Regions from separate parts of the Oryctolagus cuniculus genome. Here region 2 is linked to region 1. The links are chromatin contacts, called in public Hi-C maps. All regions are on one chromosome and are shown on one strand. Each heading gives the region's core, a stretch centred on a gene start, on an enhancer-like site or on the middle of the called end of the contact. The rest is flanking DNA. Distances are from core to core; before and after follow the strand shown. Region 1 has its middle 14 kb from the start of RPL34. Region 2 overlaps HADH (hydroxyacyl-CoA dehydrogenase).

Region 1 (5,135 bases), core at 925-3,424:
ATCAGCGCCGTGCGCCAGCCTCAGCGCGCCGGCCGTGGCGGCCATTGGAGGGTGAACCAACAGCAAAGGAAGACCTTTCTCTCTCTCTCTCTCTCTCACTGTCCACTCTGCCTGTCAAAAAATAAAAAAAAAATTAAAAAAAAAAATCATAAAGGAAAGTTCATAGTGCTGTGGGTCAATTTAAGAACTTCATGGACAGGTAAGGTGTATTCTTCTATGGAGGTGATGTTTAAGGTTAGAGCAAGGATAAGCAGACACTAGCTGGGTGACAAGTATGTAGAACATTCCAAACATAGGAATTAATATGTGCAATTGCCTTAAGTCAACAGACAGCTTATATTACAAATAAAATTAATTCATGCAACCCAGTTCACTCTCAATATTTAGAGCCCAATAAATCTGAAATGTGTGAACAACTTGTTAGTCACTAGGAAGGACCAAGCCTGTCAGCACACAGCTCTTAGAGCACTTATATTGTCCCTAGGGCCAGAAGATCCATGCCACTTTTTGCATCCTAAGGGAGATCACTGAGAGAAAAGCTCTGTAAACTGCTTTAGTTGAAGAAACTCCTCTGCATCAGGAGATATTTAAATTATGCAACTCCCTAGATAACTTGGGCACCAGCCTTCTATAAAGGAGGGAAAGGATCAAACTTATTGACTGAATTCCCCTGACCTTCATTCAGCTTCTGTATTCCTTGGCCTGTACAAATAGCCCGAGGGCCCTCTTAACTCTGTAGGGTTGGGAGTAAGCTTACAGCTTGACATGCTTAAAGAACAAATGGTCTTGAAGAAAATTCAAATGTTTATTGCATTTTAATGTAGGTTGTATAAGGACTCTGCAGGCCACATGGTCTCTGTCACAACTATTCAATTGTGACCTTCATAGAGTGAAAGTAGCCGTGGACAATTCATAAATGACTGTTCCATGTAAATGCCATGTTCCAGTAAAGCTTTATTTGCAAATACTGATGTCAGGTCGGATTTGGCCTGCAGGTCATAGCTTGAGGACTTTGTGCTGGGTGACCCTGCTTCTAGTGACAACTGCCATTGGACTGCAACTGCATAAGAGACCTCAAGTAAGGCAAGCAGAAAACTGTCTTAAGTCTAATTAGCCCAAAGGGTGATGGGAAAAAATAAAATGATTGCTTTTTCCCCATCTCTCTAAACACTGACATGATTTGGTACATGGCCGTATACCATGAAAACTGGTAGAGTACAATGATCTTTATTTCTTGTTGCTTACATACCCCTTCGAGAATCTGAAAAGCTATGTAGACCCTTGCACATTTTTAGATCATCATCTAAACATTTTCTTTAGTAATTTATAGCCTTCTAAAGTGTATCATTGCCAGTAGAATGAACATTTTGATAATTTTGAAGAAAATGGTTTGATTTAATATATTGAATAAAAGCTAGATAGCAGAAACTTTTTAAAATACAGGCTCTTCCAATAGCTGAATTCCTTTTCTTTGACATATATTGCTGTTCTATTTCCTTGAGTATCCCTTACTGATAAGTAATTCTCACAGTTCTACAAGAGAGCCAAAGAGAGTCATGGAGAGCTGCCACCCAGTTCCCCTGTGGCTGCCCCTTCAGTCTGTTCTCTGCTTCAGTCTCAAGGGACTCTCGCCCAGGAGTGATGCATTCTTTGACAATTTCAGGTGGTGAAAAGTGAGAAGGATGTTGACATCATTGTCCCCACACTGTTGTTATTAATTATTTTAATATTAATATCTTAAGGGTCCTTGCTATCTGTTTAGATAAAAATTCTGAATATCAGCTCAAATAAAACAGGCAAGAAGGTAAGTTTTAGTATTTTTTTAGTGAGAGAAGGTGCGAAGGAAGGTGAGGGCTTTATTTAAGGGAGAAAGAAGTGTAAAAGTATAAGCTGGGTCCATACCAGGCAGAGAGCAGGCTGGGAGCCAAGTGGAGCGAAGCGTGGGTTAGGAGTAGGCACTGGTAGCATAGTGGGTGGACAGAAAGGAGAGAGAGGTGGGGCCAGGAGGCCATGTGCCAGAAGGCATGGGACAACAAGGGGGCTGACCCAGCGTGATCCACATCTTTTAATCACTTCCAAAGGGGAGTGATTATGTAATTTAATCAACAGTTAGGTGCATGAGATCACACAGGCGGCAGGAAGGGGTGTGGTTTTCCAGCTCATGAATCTAATTAATCCTATCTGCCTGCTCATGTCAACACTATCTACATTACATCTGAGTTCAGGGAGTTCCCAGTATGGGCCAGAAGGACCTGCTCCAGTGCCTCAGTTTCCTGTATGGGGAAGACAGGGAAAGACTTGCCATCATTTTTTTATCAGTCAATTTTTATTTTTAAGACATTGGCTATGAACTGGGTAATATTTTAGGCACTGGGATGAACAATATAGATAAAAATCCTTGCCCTAGTGGAGGACTCACAAACAACAAATGAATGAACAAGGAGTACATATTTAGGCTGGTGGTTAAGATGCCAGCATCCACATTGGAGCAATGTAGACCCTGGAGGACAGCAGCAGTGGCTCAAGTGATCAGATAGGAGTCCTGGATTGAGATCCAAGCTCCCAACTTCTGTTTTGCAATTTATTTTATTTTTATTTTTAAAAAAGATTTATTTATTTGAAAGTCAGAGTTACACAAAGAGAGGAGAGGCAGAGAGAGAGAGAGAGAGAGGTCTTCCATCCAATGGTTCACTCCCCAATTGGCCACAACGGCCGGAGCTGCACCGATCCGAAGCCAGGAGCCAGGAGCTTCTTCCAGGTCTCCCATGCGGGTGCAGGGGCCCAAGGACTTGGGCCATCCTCCACTGCTTTCCCAGGCCATAGCAGAGAGCTGGGTCTGAAGTGGAGCAGCTGGGTCTCGAACTGGTGCCCATATGCTAAGGCGTTAACCTGCTGTGCCACAGAGCTGGCTCAGTCTTCAATTTGAATATTGTGAGGGAAGACCTTCCCAAGGAGGGGACGTTTAAGAAAAGCCTGAAGGTTGAGAGAAAGGAACCATGAAGATATCTGGGAAAGGGCTTTCTGAGCAGAGAATGGTTTGACGGCAGGAGGGTGCCAGGTAGATGGAGCTGAGGGAGAGAACGTTAGAAATGAGAGTAAGGAGTTCACAGGGTGCCAGATTGTATGTTACAGTTAGAACCAATATGACCCTCAGATCTGGGCAAGAGGGACCACTACTCGGGGTCCCATGCATTAGGGGGCTGCTGTGGCTGTCCCCTGCCAGTATCTCACACCACAAGGAAACATCAGGGGACCAGGGGGCTGCTGATCCCCAAAACCTGATCCCCTTCTAGACATTAATTGGCAGTGCCTGAGCATTCCTCCTCTCTGGCCATCTCAAGGGAGGATTGTGTCTTGGACAAGCTCATCCATAGGTCTGAGGGTGCCTGAAGGGTGTGTGGATGGAGCTTGGACACTGGGCTGAGTTGTCTACAGACCTACACATGAGTCCCCTCAATTGTGAGAAGGACCAGGGGGCTGGGCAGGGAATGGGCTGCTCCTGCACTGCCATGTTTTAGGCAGAGAAACCGAAGAGCCCTAGAATTCTAAAATCAAACCCAGCTATTGAAGTGAGGTTTGGGAGGTACGGTTGTCAAAGTGGGAGGACAGAACATATCTTCTTGAGCCATTTGTCAACTTGATTTAGACATAAGATATTTTGGCCCATATTGGCATTCTTGCCCTGAGTCCTGTGAGGCATTGTGGGTATGTCTGACTCTGGCTCTGAGTGGACAGAAGGCCATAAGAGGTGCTCTGCTTGGAAGAGGCTGTGCTGACCCCATATTTAAGATGGTCCATTTTACTGCCTTTAATTTTATATCCCTCTAGTCAAGCACCATGGACCATCATCAGGGTTTGAGGTTTCCTTTCTTTTCTACAATGGGAGAAGAGTTATTGTAAAAAGGAGCACTGGAAGAATTGGAATGAAATTTTCTCAGAGGGGTCAATTGTAGGAAAGAGCGCAGGTGGAGGCTGATAATGTAGTAATTGTTTTCCTTAAAACTAGCAATGCCCCAGTACCCTCTTGGAACATTAATGGTGCCCCATGAATGTTTTACTCCAATCTGAAGATCCCTGCTACAGTGAAGTAGTGTTGTATTAGAAGATCAGAAGCCTAGGCTGTAGAACTGGCTCTGCCGCTATTTCTATGATCTTGGGTAAGTCGTTTGCTAGTTCCAGATTAGACTAGTGATCTCCAAAGTCTCCTGTTCATGAACTCACTAATTCATTTTATTTGTCCTGCCAATAAATTGAGCATTCATGATGCTCCAGACACTGGAATGGAGCTCAGCTCTCAAGGTGAATACAAGACCTCTAAGTGCCTTCCAGGAGCTCACGGTCAAGTAGCTTAGTTCAAACCAGGTAGCACCTATGACATGTTTAGGAAATTTGTTGGGGCATCAGTGCTGGACCGTCTGTAACACATAGATCATTTCTGCTCAGCAAATTCCCCTGAGTCCTACATGATTTTCCAATACCCGATCAGATTGTTATATATTTAAGAAACCTGTTTATCATTATCCAAGCTTTAGTAAACTCCACTTAAATATAAACATACAAAGTATTTTTGGCATGGTTTTAATAAATACTTAAATTTCTAGGAATGCAACCACTATGTAAAACCAGGGAAGATTATATTTTTCTTTTGAGCATTATCTTGAGAAATCTAACATTTTGGTAAAAAAAAAAAAGCAATTCATAAAACTTTGATCTTCTGCATGGTAATCTAAGATTCCCAATTTTTAAGAAAAAAATGTAAATGTATGAGTGAATTTGCTGATTTACATTTTTCTTAAATCTTTGATGTTAGATATTATTCACACAAAATCTGATTAACAATAAATTAATTTGTGGCATAATATATAAATCTATCATATTCTGCCAAGAGCACCATGATCTCTAAGTACTCTGCTTTCTGAACAAGTTTGGGAACTGCTACTATGGGTAATTGGGAGACATCAAAGTGTTGTAAGCCCATTAGCATTTAGAAAGTTCTCTTTGATGGCTTGAAGAATTCACATTAATTCATTCGACAAACACTAGCTGTGCACCATGTGTATACCAGGCAGTATGTGGGTACTGACCCATTTCCCCAGTTGTCTCCCTTTCTTGAACCCTCTTTCCTTACAAGTGGA
Region 2 (5,135 bases), core at 1,578-4,077, 620 kb before region 1:
ATGCTAACCTTTAACCTTTTTTTTTTTTAAAAGATTTATTTATTTGAAAGAGTAACAGAGAGGAAGAGATAGATCTTCCATTTGCTGATTCACACCCCAAATGGCCTCAACTGGGGGTGGAGCCAGAATCTTCATCTGGATCTCCCACATGGGTGGTAGGGGCCCAAGCACTTGGGCCATCTTCTGCTGTTTTCCCAGGTACATTAACAAGGAGTTGGATCAGATGTGGAGCAGCTGGGACTCAAACTGGTGCCCATAAGGGATGCTGGTGTCACAGGCGGCAGCTTAACCTGCTGTGCCACAACACGGGCCCCAAAATAACCCTTTCTTAAGGGAAGCTTGGAGCCCCTGCTAGCTCTGCATTGGGTCCAGTGTGCCCTGCTATCGGGTGGTTCAGAGCACTGGCCAGAGCGCTGTGTCAGCTGCACAAGGTGTTACAACAGAGATCTGGTTTACCTTATTTCCCTCATTGACAAAGAGCAAGAAACTTTGAAAACTAATATTTTAAAACCTTAACTTTTTTTTTTAAAGTAGAAGTCCCTCTGCCTGGCCTTGAAAGTGCCTAAATGGGAAGGTGTTTGAGTAAGGGATCTTTCTCTCTACCTACATAAACTAGCCTCTCGCCTCACCCCAGGCTTCTCTCCTATCCCGGGTACAGGTTTCTTCTGCCGTCTTTGTCTCCTCCCACCTGGCCTGATTTCATTCAGACTGTAGTATTGCCTCTTGGCACACAGGAACCCTGGGACTGTAGTCAGTAAGGGACCACTCACCCTTCCTTTCCCTGCCCTTCTATGTAGGGGATTACCATCAGGCAGTTTTTGTGTACTTTTATCCACAAGGTGGCGCCATAGGCAAGCATAACAATCTTGCCTATCTTGGCTTAAAGATTGGGTTATCAAGGTGCTCCACTGTACTGTAGTCTTTCTTTTTCTTTTTTTTCAAGATTTATTTGTATTTATTTTGAAAGTCAGAATCATAGAAGGATGGAGGAAGGCAGGGAGGGGAAGAGAGAGAGAGAATGAGAATTAATCTTGGATCCTCTGATTCACTCCCCAGTGTGCTGGGCCAGGTGGAAACCAGGAACCAGGAGCTTCTTCCAGGTCTCCCAAGTTGGTAGCAAGGGCCTAAACACATGGGCCATTTTCCACTGCTTTTCCCAGGCAGGGAGCTGAATCAAATGTGGAGTGGCTGGGACATGAACCAGCACCCATATGGTATACTGCCAGGTGGCAGCTTTACCTGCTTTGCCACATTGGCCCCATGTATTGTTGTCTTGAAAAGGTAAATTTTGTGTAAGTAAGTATGGATGTTTTTAATTGTCAAGTTTACCATCATATGCAGGAGATTCTTTAAGCAGAATTCCTTGAACGTGTACCATGTGTGTAGGTATATCTTATCCCTTATCTGCCTGTGTAAGCTGAAAATGTCTTAGACCATATTGGTTTCTTTCTATTTTCATCTTAATTCCCATATAAAGGAAAATTAGATATTTTTCATTGAGGATTTATGTATTTGTTTACAGCTTTGTGTTGAGTTTAGATATCTGTGGTCCATTGTACCTTTTTTTTTCTTTGTCTTTGATCACTTAGAATTTCATTTTCTGACTGAGGTTGGTTAAGTAGCTTGACCAATTAGCTGCCTCCTTTTTTCTTTGCAAACCATAAAATTCAACTAATACAACTAGACAGGAGAAACTTTGATCCTGAAAAATTAAGGAAATATTGGTGAAGATTAAGCATTCATTTGGAACAGGTAACTTCATTTAGAATTTCAAAATTTAAATAAAACTGAAGTCCCTTGCTCTCGGCCTGCTGTTTGGAGATGTGCCTTTCCCCCGTGCTCAGCGGGCTGGGACAGCAGAGTGGGCAGTTGGCAGGCGCCATGCGCACCATGTGCAGCGCCACCCCCAGGAGGAGACTCGCAGTGACGCCCCGCTGTTCTCTTCACAGACAAACGATCTTTGCCAGCAACACTTCCTCCCTGCAGATCACAAGCATAGCCAATGCCACCACCAGACAGGACCGCTTCGCTGGCCTGCATTTCTTCAACCCGGTGCCCGTGATGAAGCTTGTGGAGGTCAGTGCAGCCCGCCGCGATGTCTGCTTGCTCTGCCAGCCATCTCAGCCCCGAGTCCCCGAAGCCCCGGGTGGATTCCTAGGGCCCTAGGAGGGCCCCCCCAGGGTTACTGTTTGGGCTGCTTCTGCTTGCCTGCTTGGATACCTGCACAGGAGGGAGACGGAGTCAGGGTAGACAATTTGTACCCGAAATGTGGCGGCTTGCCCTTTAAGTGGGCTAATTACAGGGTCTCAGGCACAGCCGCTATTAAAATAGCATTTGTTCTGAGGGTGAGGGGTTATTGCCGTGCAAAGTGTGGGGGATGCTGCTGGGTGGAGCCAGGCAAACCCCAGAGACCAGCCCGGCCTCATGGGAGTGTGGATGGGGTCTGTGTGCCTCCTGCGTTCTCCCCCAGCCCCTTTTCCTGCCTCTCTCCCTGTTCTGTGCCCCTACCCCCAGCAGAAGCATTTTTTTTTAATCAGTCATAACGGTGGCCGTATTTTCCTGTCCGTCTCAAGTGCCACCTGGCCCATCCTACAGTAGGAATCTGAGTGCCCTGCTAACCTTGTTCCCTCCCATTGCCTTTGGCCTCTTTGGAGAAGTTGAGCCATGAAGGGCAGGGCCCGGGCGGTGGAAGCTGCAGCATTTCCCCTGGTGTGGAGGATGGAGTTGTCCACGTTAGAGGGCACGGGCCTGGTTGGTTCCTTAGCCACTGTGTCGCATTACCGTAAAGTCTGAGGAGGTTATATTCCAGCGTGTTCCTCTGAGAACGTCCGCCAGCATCTCTGGAAGTGTAGAATGTGGGTGGTTCCCAGCTACCGCTTAGCAAATGTTACTGTTGTCTAGAAACTCTTTCCTCGAAATGCTCTTCTGTGCCCGGTGTGTGCTCTGTAACGGGCTGTCACGCGTGCTGCTGCCCGGGAGCACCAGCGGGGGCCGCATCCCAACAGAGTGCCCCTCACCTCTCCCTGGGACTGACTGCACTCATTTAAATAGAGAAAGCAAGCGAGGGTTTTCCCCTAGACTCTGGGGACTCTAAGCCGAATCTGCAGCACCATGCTGTTTGTTGCATGAATGCGTGAACCTGCGTCACTCCTGGTCCAGTAAGCAAACCTTTACCACTGACTCTCTTAAAGCAGTGGCTTCTTCCTGGCGCTCTTTTCCAGCTCCAGGTAGTGCCAGCACTGCTGTTTCATCGTGGTCCCTGCCAGGCGGTTGCTGGGTCATCTCAGCCCACTCCTCCTCTCCAGCTCAGTGGTACCTGTTTCTTGTTCCACTCTCTCCTGCCCTTTAGTGTCCTAACACCGCCACCCCAGGCTGGAGTGGTAGCAGCCCTCTTCTCACCCTTGCAGACGCCAGCTCACCGAGCCAGAAGCCCTCCTCCATCCACAGGGTCTGTCCCGTATCCTAACCCCCACTTGCCTAAGATCACATAAAGCGCCCGGTGGAGAAGCTGAGCTTGCGTTGGCTCTGCTGGTGGAGGCTGCTCACTGCCATTTAAATTGGAAATCAGTTCAGTTGATAGTTTCCAGGGCCTTGTCGTTCACCAGATCTCGTTCCTGGCAGATTGAAGGCCGAAGCCTTCCCTGAGAGCAGACCATGCCAAGCCCTGTGCCTGCTGCCGAGCAGGTGGGCCCTCTGTGCTGTGGATTAAGCCTTGCCCATTTCAAAGGGCTGTCGGGCCCAGGGCCTCTGCGTGGGAGGTGGCGGGATGGGTGGAGCACTCCTCTAGGAGTCCCAGGGACCCGTGATACGGGCAGATCCCGCCATCTCTCTGGGGCTCCTCCTCTCTCACACGAGAAGGTGGGTTCCCTGCCGAGAACTGGAAGGGCAGTCATCATTCTCCCCTAGGCGTCCAGTCACCAGCCTGCAGTAATTAATCATAGCAGTAAAACAGTAGCAAAAACCAGCATTCGCTGAGCGCTCCGTACCTCCCAGGAGCTGTGCTCTGCTGCTCTACCCCCTGATCTGATTGCATTCCCTCCTCACCTCCTCTACGTGGATAGAGTGAGTCAGCGTCATTTCAAGTTCAAGAAACATGTCCAGGGTCACATAGCCAGAAAGTAGTGCTACTGGGAGCTGAGCCCAGGTCTGCCTCAGACAGAGCCTGTAAAACACTCTCTCCTCTCTTGCATTTTAAGCTCTGATTTGGTACATTCTGTAGGACTCTGTTGTCTGAAAATGCTGTCTCTTGCCTCATGTCCCTGTGTTGCTGCCTGCATGGACCCTTGCCATCAGTGTGTCCTTGACCTGTTCTCTGGAGGCTGTTTGCTGACTCTCTGATCAAAGTTCTCTGCTTTGCATCTCCAGGTCATTAAAACCCCAATGACCAGCCAGAAGACGTTTGAATCCCTGGTGGACTTTACCAAAGCCCTTGGAAAGCATCCTGTCTCCTGCAAGGTAGAGTGCAGGAGCTTGGGGAGGAAGTGATTTTCTTTGGAACCTGATTTCTTCCTGGTACAGTTTGTGTCATAGCATTATGTGAGAGGTGGGACAGTGTTTACTGTGGACCCCTCTGTGAGCTGGCTACGCTGTCTGTGTGTGGGTACATAGGCTGAGATCTGAGTGGAGCCCAGGGCTGCAGTTGAATAATGGCCTCTGGTCTCTGGGTCCTGGCTTTTGTCAGTTCATGAGTGGTGTATTTTCATAAATAGTTTTTATTGCTTCATCAGGTTTAACTGCTGTAGGGCCTCTGAGAGTAAGGGCTTTGCTTCTGGAGAAAACCTCACAGGTGGAAACCAAAGTAATGAGACAAGAAGAGTCCAGTGTGTCCGAAGTAGCATTCGTGGAGCTGTTTGTCAGTGGAACATCATGTTGTGTTTTTGTTTTGTGGTGTTTAGTTTTCACAAGAAGCATGCTTGCCTTCCAGCCTTTTCTCTCCTTTCTTAAAATGCCCAGTTATTCCAGGCCAGCCCACCCCAGTTGCTGAAATGGTAATGTGCATCAGTGTGGTTACCTTCAGTTTCTCTGTTTGCTGCAGTTCCCCTAGAACTAGGGATTTGGGCAGGTGTTTGGCATAGTGGTTAAGACACCTCTTGGGATACCCATATTCCATATTGAATGCCTGACTTTGAGTCCCT

What was found. A called contact is a pair of places that touch in the nucleus more often than the background predicts.
Region 2: a Hi-C map of embryonic fibroblasts shows a contact between it and region 1, with 2.8 times the contacts expected there. The contact joins two enhancer-like sites. A contact is called at or near these places in 5 of 6 Hi-C or Micro-C datasets (ear pinna, embryonic fibroblasts, psoas muscle and 2 more).

What each region holds. Positions count from the first base shown.
Region 1 is chr8:56,462,065-56,467,199 of mOryCun1.1, reverse strand. No RefSeq gene overlaps it. Among named protein-coding and RNA genes, the nearest start is that of RPL34, 14 kb to the left of the region's middle. Within about 2 kb of position 2,174, at least 1 of the 8 cell types and tissues checked has an H3K27ac peak or open chromatin away from gene starts, as enhancers often do.
Region 2 is chr8:57,086,938-57,092,072 of mOryCun1.1, reverse strand. HADH (hydroxyacyl-CoA dehydrogenase) reads left to right here. Exons shown (of 8, transcript XM_002717172.5): 4 at 1,950-2,076; 5 at 4,366-4,455. Among named protein-coding and RNA genes, the nearest start is that of HADH, 38 kb to the left of the region's middle. Within about 2 kb of position 2,827, at least 1 of the 8 cell types and tissues checked has an H3K27ac peak or open chromatin away from gene starts, as enhancers often do.